2 separate regions of the Mus musculus genome follow, and region 1 is linked to region 2. Evidence: chromatin contacts called from public Hi-C data. All regions are on one chromosome and are shown on one strand. Each heading gives the region's core, a stretch centred on a gene start, on an enhancer-like site or on the middle of the called end of the contact. The rest is flanking DNA. Distances are from core to core; before and after follow the strand shown. Region 1 overlaps Parg (poly (ADP-ribose) glycohydrolase). Region 2 has its middle 20 kb from the start of Gm41125.

The links. Hi-C and Micro-C count contacts between places; a contact is called where the count stands out from the background.
Region 1: a contact with region 2 is called in a Hi-C map of the N1E-115 cell line, with 3 times the contacts expected there. The contact joins two enhancer-like sites. A contact is called at or near these places in 2 of 484 Hi-C or Micro-C datasets (CD4 T cells and the N1E-115 cell line).

The regions. Positions count from the first base shown.
Region 1 is chr14:32,225,345-32,228,496 of GRCm38.p6, reverse strand. All of the region lies in intron 7 of Parg (poly (ADP-ribose) glycohydrolase), which reads right to left. Among named protein-coding and RNA genes, the nearest start is that of Parg, 25 kb to the right of the region's middle. Within about 2 kb of position 1,721, at least 6 of the 459 cell types and tissues checked have an H3K27ac peak or open chromatin away from gene starts, as enhancers often do. A contact at or near this core is called in the N1E-115 cell line, where this site is marked.
Region 2 is chr14:31,961,327-31,964,927 of GRCm38.p6, reverse strand. No RefSeq gene overlaps it. Among named protein-coding and RNA genes, the nearest start is that of Gm41125, 20 kb to the right of the region's middle. Within about 2 kb of position 1,532, at least 108 of the 459 cell types and tissues checked have an H3K27ac peak or open chromatin away from gene starts, as enhancers often do. A contact at or near this core is called in the N1E-115 cell line, where this site is marked.

The sequences.
Region 1 (3,152 bases), core at 472-2,971, 260 kb before region 2:
GGTCAGCTAAACAGCGACTACAGTATACCAACTTAGCCATAACAATATGGATGAGACAGTGCAATAAACAGTAGGCTGAGCATCAGGAACCTCAGGAAAGACAATGACAGCATCTGATAAGATGAGGGGATGAGCAATTGACAGGAACTAGAGGCTGAGGTCAGCTAAAATGATTAACAAATTCTAATTCCATGTAGCTTCAACTCTACACCAGGCATGGTGGTGCATGCCTTTAATCCCAGCACTTGGGAGGCAGAAGTAGATCGGTCTCTGTGAGTTTATAGCCAGTTTGATTTACACAGTGAGATCCAGGCTAGCCAGGGTATACACAGTGTGACCCTGCCTCTAAAACCAAGATAAGACCGCAACCTTCACCAATAAAACCCCTCTCTGCTTTGGTTTTCAGTCCTTCACTTGTAAAACAGCAATGCTTTAACAACGCCTAGCTATGGGGTAGTTGTGAGAACTAGAAGAGGAAGAGGATACCACTTTATACAATACGAAGTAAAGCTCTTGAAAATAAGGCCTGCCACTGTCTCCATCACATAGCCACAGAGATTGTTCTAAGGAGAGTAAAAGGACTATCTTGCAGCAGATGCAAATCTTAGGAGACTGAGCTAAGACTGAGCCTGGAATACTCTGTGATATGTATGCAGCAGGCACCTCAGAAAGAAAATCTCTCTTATGGGAAGACAGGAATCAACTGCCAAGAAAGGGCTGTGTATGACAGAGCCTGAACAGCTTCAATGTCCCACTGCCGGAAGAAGGTGCCTTTTGTTTGTCTTTAACATGCTCTTCCCATGGCTCTGAAAATATTCCATATTTTACTATGCTGGACATGGTTCTTGCTTTAGAAAATGTCTTTTTATAGTACTCTTCTTATAATCAAAGAGCGAGGAACCCACTTACAAAAAAAGGAATACATAAGACTTATTCTTAATGGGTTGCAACCTACAATATTAAATGCAAATTAATTTAATAGCAATGAAGGCATCATATCAAACTGGGTACATAAAATGCCAAAACAAACAAACAAACAAAAAAGGAGCATAGATCATAATGAGAGATATAAGTCTAGGGTGAGGTTAGAGCATGGAATCGTCACCCTTCTAACAGAGTAGGCATCTGAATAATGATGCCAATACCAAAGCCACATTTAAAAGGAAAATTCAAATTAAAAAATGAAAAGATAGCAGCTAGAAGACATTGTATACTAGATTAATTTCATTATTAAAATACAGAACAAACCCTACTAAATCGATTTCCACTTTTGAGTATCCATTCCATCTGATATCCTTGTGTGATTCTACAGTCAGAAAAGAACTAACTTCATCGATGACACACACGGACAGCTTCCCTAAGAACGAGCTTCTGACTTTCAAAGCAAAGCAAGCCTCATTTCAATTTTGTCACTGTGTCCTATGGGGGAGGGGGAGGGGAGATGAACTACATTTAGAAGAAGCATGAATACAGAGCTGACCCATACTCCAATGCACATGAACCCAGTGTGGAAGTGATGATGGAATATGGCACAGTCTATGTAAACCTGAGAGTTATAATTTATCTGCTTTAATATTTTAGTGACTCTGATTAGATGCCTTTTGGCTTCTACAGTTCTCATGAATTAAATTAGCTTGTGCTGTAAAGTAATGCAGACCTTATTGATTCCAGAGACTCTGAGTCACCAAGGGAAGAAGTCCAAAAAGGCTACTTCCACTGAACTCCAAGTCAGAGGCTTGAAAGCTACAGAGATAAAGACATTAGCTGTAGACTTATGAAACATCCCAGGCTGCTTTCATTTGATTAGGGATTTGCTACAGGCTGTTCATGACAAATAGAACAAGGACATTTACAGTTTTTAAGTGTCCAAGACAGACCCAGAAAACAGATTATCTATTAATAATTCTAAATCAGAAGCTACAAAGTATGTGTTCATTAGCAAAAGCATATTTCTGTAGTATAAAAAAGGAGGAGAAGGCGAAAGAAGAGAAGGGGAGGAATGGGAGGAGGTATAAAAAGAAAAACCCACAGTGTGAAAGAGCTACAATGGAGAAAGCCAACATCCTTACTGATTACTGGATACAGAAGTCTGTTTAGGTTTGAAACAGTGGTCACCAAAACTACTTGTCTTAGGTGAGTTTTTTTCAAACTATTTTAAAGACCACTAACATTTAGTAAAACATTTATAGAAAATCAGCCAGGAGGAAGGGCAAATGTCTTCAACACAGAAAAGTTCCTAAGCATTTTGATACAGTTACCAACCCACAACAGTATGCTATATTCTGGAATATATCCCTGTGATGCGAAAGTACATTGATGCTCAAGTGACAATATGCTCACTCTACTGACTTTTATGTTTTTTTAATGATGACTGACTTATGCTAAGTTTTGCCTAATCATAGCACATGATTCAGATGACACCCAGAGGCCCACCGGCCACTTGGTCTATTCTCAGCAGGAACCACTACAGTGTGCAAGTATGTGGTGAAGAGATGGGAGAGGAAGAAAGAGAGGAAGAAAGAGAGAAAGAAATAGAGAAAGCTGAATGGTTTGAGCACTATGAGGAGAGCATTTCACTGGAGATGTGAAGGTGGTTGGTGATGAACAGCCTAAGGTGAGTAGCCTGCACTACCAGCAGAGGCCGTGATGAAGTCTCATAATCACAAACCTTGAAAAAACCTTATTTAGGTATAGGTATAACAATACATACTTTGACCCAGGAGACAATAAATTGTGTTGGGCCTGCTTTAGAATCTTAAAATTTAAATTTTAAAACTCAGAAGAAAAGGATAAGCTAGCCATAAAATTTATTCCATTAATTTGCATAAGTATAACCCTTATCTACTGTTTAAAGTAAGCAGCATATAAGCAAAAATGCCAGTTCATTACTGATAGGTTTACAGTCTTTCTCACAGGAAAAGAGGCTTTAAGAAGCCTTTCCCCAACGACTCACAAGACAACAGCCAAGTGTACAACAAACACATTTGGCATTTTTAGAATTATAATAAAAGCAAGAACTGTACAGCTTCTTTTTCCTTTTTAAATGACTTAATTTATATTTATGTGTTTGTCTCTGTGTGTACATGTACATGCATGCAGGCACCCATAGGCTAGAGAAAGATGTCAGAGTCTGTTGGATCTACAGTTACAGG
Region 2 (3,601 bases), core at 283-2,782:
TTTTAGGTTGGAGATGTAACTCAGATGGAACAGTATCTAGCATGTGCAAAGCCCTGTGGCCAGTACCTCGTGAAGCAGGGGTGGTGGCACATGCCTGGAATTCCAGAAGTTTTGGAAGTAGGAGCTAGAAGACCAGAAGTTCAGTGTCATCCGACTATTCACAGAGAGTTGGAACCAACATGGGCTAGAAATGGTGTTTTGGAAAAAAAATATTTTTTTTTAATTAAAATTTTCTTTTGGTTGTGTCAGGCAGTGGTGGTGAATGCCTTTAATCTCAAAATTCAGGAGACCTAGGCAGGTAGATCTCTGAGTTCAAGGCCAGCGTGGTCTGCAGAGTGAGTTCCAGGACAGCCAGGGCCACACAGAGAAACCCTGTATCTGAAAAATCTGGCTTAAGTTGCCCAGTTGGTGAACCTAGAAAGCATATATAGCACTATAGAATTCAGCCTCAATTGGTTTATAAATAATACACCACCACTTTCCAGTCCATTCTGCAGTTAAAGTTGTTAGCTTGATGTTATGATCAGAGCTGTTAGGAATACTGCATCTGTGAACACTCTTGTCTCTGTACCCTGTACCCAGGGGCCTGCTTTCCCTGGTAACACATCCCAAGAACCCTGGTGATGAGACACACTTAGGAGGAGGAAGAGGGTGATGATGCACCGGTCAGAACCTCTGGAGACACTCCCTCAGACCTGTCAGCTCTGCTCTGTCTCTTGTCTTGGTTCTCCTGCAAACTTCCAGCCCTCCCCAGCTGTGACCCTGGCCGCAGCCATCACTTGCAGGCTGCAGACATCTCCTACTGACCTGCCTCCACCTCCACCCAGGAACTCAATTGTGTTTGAGGTTCAGTGCCTCTGTGGAGAAACTCAGACAAAGCATTTCAACCCCAAAGTCCCTAACAATGGCTCCTTCTTACAAGAGGAGATCTCTTAAGTCTCACCCACATATCAAGAAGTTCATTGATTTTAGAGCATGGCTACCCTTAAGGACAGTGAGATGCCAAGAGCAGAAAGACCAGACAACATGGGGTGAGAGAGGCCAGTGCCTTCCCAGTAAACGCTGGAGTACCAGCGCACTGGCTGCAGCAGCATCTCCCAGAGGCCAAGTCACAAGGGGAAAATAAAAGGAATGTCTGTCAGCCTCTAAAGGGGCTCATTCCTGAAAATGAGTCACTTCCTCAACTCCCAGGTCGTGGCTGCGATTGTTTATCCCATGGAGCTCTGAGGCCACCTCACAGGGGGCTGGGCCACCCTGGTTCTGAGTTCTGAGCATAACATCCACTTGTTATGATTCTGTGTTCCATCGGACTCCAGCTTCGTAACATTTGTATTGGTCTGTACAACCTGTTCTGAGAAACTATGAAAATAGTAATATTGCAGTAAATAAAGTTATTTTTCTCTTTTCCTTTTAGGGAACTCCTGCTGCTTTGAATTTAAAATCCTATGACAAATCTGTGGTTAACCCCACCCATTGGTACTCCAAAGCCCCGAATTGATTTTTTTTCCCCCTGTGATGACTTCATCATTCAATACTCACTCTCTGTTGGCTAAGACCCTCCCACAAAGAAGTTCTGAGAAGATCGTGGGGGTGGGGAAGGGTGGTGGCTCAGAGTCACAATGCTTCAGCTGTCGTTACTGTGAAGTTTGACAAAGGATTCTGCACTTGGAACAGTTTCCACTGCCTTGTTTTCCAGTGTTTGACAACAGTAAACACACCTGCAGGGACGTCTCGGGGAGACAGCTTTCAGAGCGGGCTTGGTCAGGGAAGCATTACTGTAATGAGTAATGCAGAAAATTGAATTTACTGAGAAACAAGGGGAGATGATGAAGCTGTGTGTACAAGGCTGTCACCTCTGTGTTTAGTAGCACCTGTGCTGGGCAAGAAGGAGGGAAGAACAAGGAACCTAGGAAGATGTGAACTCAAAAAACAAACTAAAACCCACGAGTACCAACCTTCAACTCTAATCTGTCTCCCTTCGTTTCAGGGTCCACCACATGGGTGACTTACAAACTGGACTTTTCACCACGGCTACACAGACACCCAATCAGTACACAGAGAAGCTACCTGAGCAAAGAGAAAAGAATAAAAATGATATGGGTCAAGATGCTGCTCTACACCAACAGGGTGGTTTGGTACCAGCAGGTTATTGCGGTGTGATGAGCCAAACGGAAATCCAGTAACTTAAACTACAGTCATTTTTGTTTTGACTATGAGCACAGGTTGACATCAACTGGGTCTCTGCTTTAAGCTAAGAATCCAGCTTAGCTCTTCACAGACATGTGGCAAACATGTGTGTTTATTATAGGTAGAGGGCAGCAGCTATTTAGATTAAGCTCGTCTCATGATGGAGGAGGGACAAGAGGAGCGAGTAGAACCAGCTTTATCCCTTTAAGATCTAGGCTCCTCTCAGCCATCTCGTCAATTGTTCTATATCCCACTGGCCAAAGATCAAGTCTAGATTAGAACATACAAATAAATACACACAGGAACTGTAGATAGCAGAACATCTGGACAGAGCCTGTGGGATCAATAATTCACAATACTTTGATTATTAAAAAGCAAACAATCATCCTCAGATTCTTTCACATTTATTTCTGGGTCTTAGCGCATGCATAGAGGAGAATGGCTGCTCACATCAGAGGGCTGTGCGGACGGTGTTCAGAAGAGAGTTTTGGGCAATCTTGTCTGCTCTTCATTTTATGTTTCTAAGGCAATTCTACCCATACTATCCATCTTAAATTCCTTTGACCACCTACTGAGGCCCACTTGCTGGCATTGTCTATATGTTGCAGTCCTTTCCAGTTCCTAACCAGCTACACAGACCTTGCCATCTGTGCCTTGAACATGTGTTTGTATACCTAAAGCCTGACCTGTGGGGAAGTGTGCCCTTCCTGAGTCCCTTCTGCCTTCCATTACTAAGCAAACATCTCACTCATTTTATCTCCATACAAAAAGCCTGGACCGTGATTCTTATAGACTTTAGGGACAGGCTGCACCTCTAGAGAGAAAATCGCACTAAATCCTGCTGACTGAGGTATACCAGAAGTCCATGGTTTGAATTCCCTAATTTCTAAGTATCTGCCTTCCGGGTCTTCTTGTTTATTCGTTAAGCTAATGTGCCATTTGTTTAAAAACATGTTTTGTTCCCATAGTAGGGGGAAGTCATCTATATTTAATCTCTTGGGTAAGCTTTGTGCATTGTTTTTCCTCAGGAAAAAAAAATAAAAACTCCAAAAATTTCTTGGAACAGACTTGACATTGGTTGGCTGAGTTTTCCTGAACGCTCTCCAAAGAACCCTTTACTTCCAGAGGGCTTAAGTCAACAACAGCATCAAATCCAAACCAAACCCCATCACTAGTCTCCACGCCACTACAAGCCCCATGGGAAAGCAAGCCATGTCTTCATGTTTAAAGCTGCACAAGACCCGGCCCAGTTGGAACTTAACATATTCTAGTTAATTAAATAAGTGAACTACAGACTGTGTGACACAGAGGCCATGGTAGCAACAGTAACACGTTTGTTTCCTGTGGATTTAGATTGCCTTAGGACGTGAACACAAAGTCATCTCCTTGATCTAGGCCTCAACAACTCTAAAAA